2 separate regions of the Ovis aries genome follow, and region 2 is linked to region 1. The links are chromatin contacts, called in public Hi-C maps. All regions are on one chromosome and are shown on one strand. The core of a region is the stretch at or near the end of the contact, and the rest is flanking DNA. Distances in the headings are between cores, read along the strand shown.

Region 1 (4,863 bases), core at 1,090-3,589:
CCCTTGTGTTCTTGTTCCCTGCAGCCAGTTCTCAGTTTAGTGACCAGTGAAAGTGAAAGTTGCTCAGTCGTGTCTGACTCTTTGCAACCCCATGGACTATACAGTCCTTGGAATTCTCCAGGCTGGAATACTGGGGTGGGTAGCCTTTCCCTTCTCCAGGGAGTCTTCCCAACCCAGGGATCAAACCTAGGTCTCCTGCATTGCAGGCGGATTCTTTACCAGCTGAGCTATGAGAGAAGCCCCTTTAGTGACCAGAGTGCTCCTTATAAAATATATAGTTTCATTCCTCTGATCACAACCCTTTTATGGCTCCCCATTTAACTCAGAATAAAAGTGATATTCCTTTTACAATCTGGCCTCTAGTTACCTCTGATTACAGCATGTTGACCTGCTTGCTGCTTCTCAGAAATGCCAGGCATGCTCCACCCCCTCACCTCCCAGAGCTTTAGCTCAAATTCCTTTCCTCCAGAGATCTTCCTGCTAATTTCCTTCCTCCCGCCCATCCTTCCAGGCCTTCCTTAACTCTTGCCTTCTAAATAAAGACTAACTGGTTCTCTGTTCAGTCTGAACACCCCCAGACACCAGTGTTTCTGATCCCTCTTATCTACTCTTAACTTTTTAAGAACCTTCATCACCTTTTAACTTACTATGTAATGTATTTAAGTAATTATTCAGTATTTGGTCAGTGAATGCATAGTTAGTTCTATGGCATCATTCTGTTACAAATGTTAAATAATACCAGCTTGTAATGGTAAGATATTGCATTTTTTTAAGATTTTCATATAAAATTATGAAATAAAATCCTGATACTTAAAAGGATAGACTTCATTTATCTAAGAAATCCAAGAAGTAGAATTTTTTCTTTTGAAATATGTCTGATAAGTAAAGGATGTCTCTTAACTTTAGAAGTTCAAATGTTCTTTGCTGTTCTTTTACTCTTTTACAATTATTAACTATTGATAATTCATCTGCTTAATAAACAAATGTGTAAAAAGAATTTTGTAAGCACTATTTTTTCTTAAATTTTTAATCTTCTATTATAAGGAATTTTCTTTATCTTTTCCTTCGTAGCTAGCTAGTATTAATAATTGCTGCCAATAAATCTTTAAAAGACTTTGAAATTGTCCTTAATTTGAGCAAGTGACTTAGTGTGATCTGGTTTAGGGAAGCAGCATTGGGCTAAAGGAAGAAGCACTTAGATCTGAGCCTGATAATAACAGTTCTGTCCTTACTGAGTTCACAGAGTTGTTGTGAGCACAAAATAAGAATGCAAACCTGAAAACTTCAAGAGGTTAAACATTGCTAAAATAATTAGTGCTATTAATTACCACTCTTTAAACTGCTACATGCCATATTGTTAAATTTTGATTACTCAGAATTCAGCTTAATGAAATCTTAATATAAAAATAAGATCTAATTAGGAGTGAATGAGAGCAGGAATCTGAACTAATTGTAACTGAAAACTGGCATTTCTTAAACATACTTTCTGTTATTTAAAAAGCTCTTAATATCTTCAACTGGAGGTTGCATTAATAGGCTTTACATTTCCAAAACATTATAAGCAAAATCATCAGCATTTTGCTCCTCTGGTTAAAGTTTGGTTTGAAGACTTCAGATACTTGTTCTATCTTAAACGTTTGTAAAGTGTGAAACATAATTTTTTAATTAAAAAATTAGAGTAATTTGGGAATAGGACATTATCCTTAAATTGTTAAAACTGTAGTCTCTGCCTTAACCACCTGTAAGGTTACAACCCAGTGTGGCTGATGTTGTCATATATTATTTCATGTATCTTAAGTCATAGAAATACTTCAGTTTGCTGTCCTTCTCTTGTAGGAAGATACGTTTCAGCAGTATGTGAGACCAGAGATTAACACCCAACTTTCTGACTTCTGCATCAATCTAACTGGAATTACTCAGGTTATCACTCTGTGTTCCTTTTTCTAGAGTTTGAAGGAAGTTTTGAAATTAGGGATTTATTTCATAAAATTATTGTTGTAAACAATTAAATGTGAGACTTTCCTTTCTTGGTAAAGATCTTTTGCTTTGTAATACTTAGGAAAGCACATTTTATACCTGATAAGATATTTTTCAGCCTTTCCTTTTAAAGTGTTGTAATGATGAATCTAAGCATTTCATTTGTTTGGAGCATTAGTGAAGAAAGAGTTAAGTTACCATGCTGCACTTGGGGATGAAGTTTTAAAATATATCTGTTTACAACCTGATTTTATATATAGTGTAATTTTTTTTAGGTCTCTGATTTTTGGTTGTATTCTAATGTGGCAGGCCCTTTGTCCATTTACTTAGTTGCTGTATTCATTTGTTCAGCAAATATTTGAGGGTGTGCTGTAATATCTGCCGAGCTACAAGGGATACAGAAATAGTCAGGATAGTCTCTCTCCTCAGCTCACTTAGCAATTGTAGGTTGGGGGGACTGACACAAAAAAAACAGTGGTCACAGTATGGTTAGGATTACTGACAGTCAGTGTTTCCTCAGGGTGTCATGGGCCCCCGTAGAAAGACCTTTCTCTGACAAAGGGAATGGAGGACTGTCCTGGGCAAAACTCAAGTTGGTGAGCTTGGGCAGAGTCATGATGGGTAAACAGACGTAAAAGAATGACTGGGCATTTCAGGTGTGAAGGACAGAACTTTTAAGTGGTTCAGGATGGTTCAGGTATCTTATGGGCTGATGAGAAAATGGTCACAAATAAAGCTGAAGTAATAGAGATGAGCTATATCACGAAGGGTCTTATGTGTCCTTTTTGTCTGGAAAGCCTTGGGGAGTGTTTGGAGGATTTTAAGTATGAAAGTGATATGATGGATGATTTACATCTTAGGAAGATGGATATAGTATGTTTTGGAAAGATGTGAACTTTGAGATGCAGAGATACTGTAGAGGGCCAGGGCTTTCAGCTAAGAAGAGATTGCCCTTTTCTCCCCTCTGGAGAATCAGGAAGCCACTAGGTTGAGGCCTGAAAAAAGAGAATGCCTGTGGATGATCTTAAATCTTCATTTTGGGACGATTATATACTTCAGTTGAAAGCAGTTCCTAATATTTGGCTATAAACAATTTTTAATCGTCTTACAATTGGAATTTTCAGTGAATCTTAGCCTAAGAAACCACAGAGTTCAAAACATCATAGATAAGACTGTGTCTTGCTCTTTCATGTCCCTCCAGTGTTTGTATGCTGAGTATTTTGTAGGACTGCATGTAACTGCCGTGATTTTTATGTATTATACATTCATATCCTCAGGATCAAGTAGACAAAGCCGATACCTTCCCTCAGGTACTGAAAAAAGTCATTGACTGGATGAAACTGAAGGAATTAGGGACAAAGTATAAATATTCCATATTAACAGATGGGTAAGTATTTAGGAAATTTATCTTAATCTGCTTTTTAAGATTAAAGATATCCTTATTCATCTAACTTTTAGAATAACCACAGAAAATATTATTTCCTGAAGGACCCCCCACAGCAGACAATAATTTTCCTCTCATATCCTTATCCTTAGTTAAATTTTTAAGTCCTAGGGGTGAAAGCTTTTGACTCTATGGATCACAGTAAACTGGAAAATTCTGAAAGAGATGGGAATACCAGACCACCTAACCTCCTCTTGAGAAACCTATATGCAGGTCAGGAAGCAACAGTTAGAACTGGACATGGAACAACAGACTGGTTCCAAATAGGAAAAGGAGTACGTCAAGGCTGTATATTGTCACCCTGCTTATTTAATATGCAGAGTACATCATGAGAAACGCTGGGCTGGAAGAAGCACAAGCTGGAATCAAGATTGCCGGGAGAAATATCAGTCACCTTAGACATGCAGGTGGCACCACCCTTATGGCAGAAAGTGAAGAGGAGCTAAAAAACCCCTTGATGAAAGTGAAAGAGGAGAGTGAAAAAGTTGGCTTAATGCTCAACATTCAGAAAACGAAGATCATGGCATCTGGTCCCATCACTTCATGGGAAATAGATGGGGAAACAGTGTCAGACTTTATTTTGGGGGGCTCCAAAATCACTGCAGATGGTAATTGCAGCCATGAGATTAAATGACGCTTACTCCTTGGAAGGAAAGTTATGACCAACCTAGATAGCATATTCAAAAGCAGAGACATTACTTTGCCAACAAAGGTCCGTCTAGTCAAGGCTATGGTTTTTCCTGTGGTCATGTATGGATGTCAGGGTTGGACTGTGAAGAAAGCTGAGTGCAGAAGAATTGATGCTTTTGAACTGTGGTGTTGGAGAAGACTCTTGAGAGTCCCTTGGACTGCAAGGAGATCCAACCAGTCCATCCTAAAGGACATCAGTCCAGGGTGTTCATTGGAAGGACTGATGCTAAAATTGAAACTCCAGTACTTTGGCCACCTCATTGGAAAAGACCCTGATGCTGGGAGGGATTGGGGGCAGGAGGAGAAGGGGACGACAGAGGATGAGATGGCTGGATGGCATCACCGACTCAATGGACATGAGTTTGGGTGAACTCCGGGAGTTGGTGATGGACAGGGAAGCTTGGCGTGCTGCAGTTCATGGGGTTGCAAAGAGTCGGACACAACTGAGCAACTGAACTGAACTGAGGGGTCAAAGAGAGGAGCAAAAGAAATAACAGTCTGATCCAGGACTAGAAGAAGATTAAATATTAATATGCAAAATCTAAATGATTTTATTGTTTTTATCACTACACTTCTTGCTCAAAAAAGTCCAAACTCTTCAGTCTGGCTTTCAAGGCTCTCATCTAATCCCACCCTACCTGTGTAGCCTAATCCTTCTGCTGTTTCTCTTTTTCACTCCAGTCAGGCTGACACATGAATCACAGGGTTTTATCCTTCCTCAGTGTATGCATGCAACTTTCCTCTCTGCTGGA
Region 2 (4,863 bases), core at 1,124-3,623, 270 kb after region 1:
AGTGCTGCCGCATTCTTGCCACTGCTGACGTGAAAATAAACAAAACTCCACAAAACATGGAGCCACGACCTAGGGGCTCCTTCTTTGAACTGGCCACACTGGGATTGATTAGCTGAAAGACAGACGAGGTAGGAAGGATTCAGGAGGAAGGATGGGAAAGACCGAAAGAAGGACTCCAAGACTCATGATGGGCCGCCTGACACTAACAGTACTTCTCACCCGATTTTCTCCCCAGAGACTGGTTTGTTCTGGAGCTTCTCCAAAGGACAGGATCTCAGCTGAGATTCCCCTGAATAACAGGAACTCTGCTGCTGCTGCTGCTGCTGCTGCTAAGTCGCTTCAGTCATGTCTGACTCTGTGCGACCCCATACATGGCAGCCCACCAGGCTCCATCGTCCCTGGGATTCTCCAGGCAAGAACACTGAAGTGGGTTGCCATTTCCTTCTCCAATGTATGAAAGTGAAAAGTGAAAGTGAATTCACTCAGTCTTGCCCAACTCTTAGCAACCCCATGGACTGCAGCCTACCAGGCTTCTCCATCCATGGGATTTTCCAGGCAAGAGTATGGAATGGGGTGCCATTGCCTTCTCCAAACAGGAACTCAGAGGAGCTCAAAAATGTGTAGGCAACTGCCAGCATGGTTATGGGAGCTCAAGGGCCATTTTGGTACCAAATAGTGGTTATGAATTCAAATTCAGCCTCCTCCATTACTAGCTGTGGGATCTTGGACAAGTCACATCATCTTTTTATGCCTCATTTTTCTGGGCACATGTAATATGTGCTTGCAGTATTCTGAAGGAAGAAATTGGTAGAGTGAAACAGTTAGAGCTTGGTTGACAGTACGAACCTAGTAAATGTCAATATTATTACTATGATGTAGTGAGCTCAGCATACCCCAGAACTTATTAGATTTCTGGTTCCTCTTCAGTGCAGATCCAATTCAGTCTTGGGTCCAATTTAACTTAGGAATTAGACACATAGGACTTAATTTCCCAATTAAAGGGCTTCAGCCAAAAGATCACATTTGTTGGCGGGTGAGGAAGGAAGCTGGGCTTTGCCGAGTGGTGCTCTCATCACTGATGTTTTGCTGGGCATCAGCCAAGGCTGGCCCTGGGTACCCTGAGAGACAGGCCAAATTCGCTTACAGGGCACACCTCCGCTCTGGTGCTCACCTTCCCAGGCCCACCCAGGATCTAGGACCCCGGAACCCCCCAGGGAATGGGCATGGGTGGCAGCCTTCCAGCATCGATTAATTATCAGATTTGCCGTGAACTGGGAAGCAAGGGCCAGCCCGGCGGTGAGACCCATGGCTTGAGGCCACGGTGGGAGAGGTGGCCAAGGAGAGAGCCAGAACCCAAGAAGGGTGGACCTCAGTGCTAGGATTTGTCTCAGCAGGTCTTGGGCAACAGTAAAGCATTTTGTATACATAAAGGACCACCCAGATGTTAAGGGGCGCTATTCTATAACTGTTACGACTTTCGATTCAAAAACCACACTTGTTTAGTATCCATGCAACAGGTAATACAGCAAAGAAAGCCTGAGCTCTGGGTGTGCCCTGCCTCTGTGGCTGACACATGTGTGACCCCAGGGAAGTATCAAAGTCCCCCCTTTCAGAGCCTGACCTGTCCCTCTGTGAAGCCCCAGGACAACAGGGTCTTTGATGAACAGACGGTGACAACATAAAACATCTGGCCTGTAGCAGGGAGAGTCAGCTGAGTCTGCGGTCCCCTCTCTCTGGTGAAGACACAAGGTACTTGTTCCACATAGAAATGGAACTTCCTAATATTGGAAAACAAGACTGACCCCAGAGAAGGCGTCACTAGTAAGTGATTTTCACAGCATCTTTTCTCTCCTTCAAGACCACGCAAAGAAGGACTATTTATTTCAGCATGGTTCAGACACCAGCGGGAGCTGCTCACAAAATGTGGGGTCTAGGGATGTTTTCCATATGTGGGGTGCTTTTGTTGACTATCCTGTCTCAATGGACTCCGCCCAACAGGAACCTCCAGGTGTGTGTTGAAAGGGCAGAAGGAGCTTGCCAGGGAAGCCCAGCGCACTGGGAGCCTCAGTGCCAGGCTTTGTGTGTCGGCTGGAAGGCTTTCCCAGGCGATTAATGACCACAGCAGACAACCCCACTGGCCCAGGAAGGAGGAGGGGCGGCCGGGTACAGAGGGAGCACTGCTCTCACGTCCGCTGAACACAGCCAGCGCGCCCACGGCTTCTCACATGTCCCCTGGCCTGGACTGCTCCCTAGGCTCCAGGCAGCTGGCCTGGGAGCTGAGAAGCCTCTTTGCGAAATCGTCCACACCCTAGAGGCCCAGGCAGGTGTTTGTCACATGTGGGGATGGGAGTGTGCGGAGGTGGCATGGTTTATTATTTCAAGATCAATCCGATTGGCCTCCCTCTATGCCCTGACCTGCTTCAGTTGTGCCAACGACACCACCTCATGGACAGACCTACTCACTACAGATGACATGGGTTTTCTTTTTTTTTTTTTTCCCCTGTCAGTGTTCTCTGGGAAAATGAACTCTTCTCCAGACATCCAGAGCAACTGTCTAGGCCTGTGGGAATATGAGGGAAGTTGGGAGCTCCAGGAACTTCAGCGCCAGCATTTCTATATTGTCTGGAAGCTTCCTGTGGTGGTCAGGAACCACAGAGGACAACCCAAGGGAGAGAAAAGGAACAGCCCAGGGAAGAGCAGCCCAGGAAAAATATCCATAGTGTGAGTAGATGAGACCCAGGGTCCCAGAGATTATGCACAGAGACAGAGAGAGAGAAACAGGGGCTTCCCAGGTGACTCAGGGGTAAGGAATCTGCCTGCCAGTGCAGGAGACATGGGTTTGATCCCTGAGTCAGGAAGATCCCCTAGAGAAGGAAGTGGCAACCCACTCCAGTACTCTTGCCTGGGAAATTCCATGGACAGAGGAGCCTGGCAGGCTACAGTCCATGGGCTCGCAAAGAGTCAGACACGACTGAGTGAGTGACTAAAAACAACAACAGACAAATAGATACCTTAGGCCTTGTAACTAATGTGAAGGAAGAGAAGAGGTTGGTATCCTCATCTGATGAGTGAGGTTGGTCTCAATGATCCTGATGTTTCCTTTCAGGGTCAGCAATCTCTAATGCTCAATGAAAAAAACTATAGAAAGTTTTAACTAACTTTAGCAGTCCTAATTGAGCTGTTAAAACAATGACACAGAATCCCAAACAGTGGAAGATTAAAAAAAAAAATTGTGTTTGATTCAGAAATGCAGATGGGCCATTCTTTGTGTCATATTGAAATATTGATTGTTTTGCAGAGAACTAAGCAGGTCCTGGGAAATGAATAATTCATATTAATAGTAGTTTTCGTTCTATGACCACTAATGGTGGTCAGCCAAGGATAGAGTGTGTGCTTGAGAGATATGGATCCATTCATTGGTTTGACAGTTATCTATTGCGTCTGCACCCAGCCCTCACCCTGGGAGAATGGATATATTCTGCTTTGCATCTGTGCATGCTAAGTTGTTTCAGTTGTGTCCAGCTCTTTGTGACCCTATGGACCATAGCCCGCCAGGCTCCTCCACCCATAGGATTCTCCAGGCAGGAATACTGGAGTGGATTGCCATGCCCTACTCCAGAGGATCTTCCCGACCCAGGGATCAAACTCATGTCTCTTATATCTTCTGCGTTGACAGGCAGATTCTTTACCACTAGTGCCACCTGGGAAACCCATTCTGCTCATGGGGGCATCCTAAAATGCAGATTCCAATTTAGTAGGCCTGGGGTGGAGCCCAGCATTTTTAAAAGGCTCCCAAGGGAAATCAGACACATGCGTGCAGTAAGACGAGTGTCTTATAAGATTTTCTGCTGGTTGTTGGAGGAGAGAACCAGATCTTAAAGGCAGTGCAGTTCAAAGGTTGGGGACAGTCCAAATGTTAGAAAAGAAGTCATAGCTTTCTTAGAAGACGAGGGTCAGACCGTCTGAGAATAGAATGTTGCTGTCATTAAAATGTTTGCGGATAATTGAGAATTACCAGTTAGGGGAAAGGGAGGGAGGGTAAAGGAGTTTTCCAGGCAACAGGACGCGGGCATTGTGATGTCAGCGGGGCTATTAACATGCAGCGATGGTTCTGAAACACATAGACTCTCATCTCAAGGCTCTGGCCTTTCCATTCTTCAAACTGAGGTTTGCCTTTGACTTAATGGAACAATTTTCTTCTGGTGCCACAACAGCCATTTCATTCCAAGATGGATTGCAATGTGAACTGATCTTTTTCCATTTCGTGTCCCAAACCGCAGCACAATTAGTTTCTAAATAAATGCCAGCGGCTTCTGGGGGAAGCTCTGATTGCGAGGCTGGAATAACAGTGGGCAGCCACAGAGCGGGTCTGTGCTGGCTGGTCCCTACCAGGGCTAAGAGGTCCTGACGCCCCCATCCTACTTACATACCCTGAATTTCCTAAGAGGCATCCACGCTGATGAGCCCTTATTGAACATTTGGGTTGCAAAGTGGTTTCTGGGACAGTAAGAAGATGGAGTTTGTTTGGAAAGTCAACATATATTTTAAGGTAAACACAGATCACCTCTGCCAAAAACAGTTATGTCTGCTTCCCAGAACTCCTGATCTTGCGTCTTGACAGACTCCAATTGCATGGGGAGATGACTCTCACCTCGCCCCATGCTCTGATGTGAGTGAGGACAGATGTTATAGGTTACAACGTGTCCCCAGCCTTCCAAATTCATATGTCAAAGTCCTAACCCCATCCCTAGTACATGACCTTGTTTAGAAATAGGGTCATTGCAGATGTAATGAGATGAGAGATCATACTGGAGGAATGTTCAGTCGCCCAGTTGTGTCCAACTCTTTGTGACCCCACGGACT

The links. A called contact is a pair of places that touch in the nucleus more often than the background predicts.
Region 2: a Hi-C map of liver shows a contact between it and region 1, with 2.6 times the contacts expected there. The contact joins two enhancer-like sites. A contact is called at or near these places in 10 of 16 Hi-C or Micro-C datasets (hypothalamus, liver, mixed tissues and 5 more).

What each region holds. Positions count from the first base shown.
Region 1 is chr26:24,215,077-24,219,939 of ARS-UI_Ramb_v3.0, forward strand. ERI1 (exoribonuclease 1) reads left to right here. Exons shown (of 7, transcript XM_004021747.5): 4 at 1,837-1,920; 5 at 3,255-3,364. Among named protein-coding and RNA genes, the nearest start is that of ERI1, 11 kb to the left of the region's middle. Within about 2 kb of position 2,340, at least 2 of the 54 cell types and tissues checked have an H3K27ac peak or open chromatin away from gene starts, as enhancers often do. A contact at or near this core is called in liver, where this site is marked.
Region 2 is chr26:24,488,753-24,493,615 of ARS-UI_Ramb_v3.0, forward strand. No RefSeq gene overlaps it. Among named protein-coding and RNA genes, the nearest start is that of PPP1R3B, 160 kb to the left of the region's middle. Within about 2 kb of position 2,374, at least 28 of the 54 cell types and tissues checked have an H3K27ac peak or open chromatin away from gene starts, as enhancers often do. A contact at or near this core is called in liver, where this site is marked.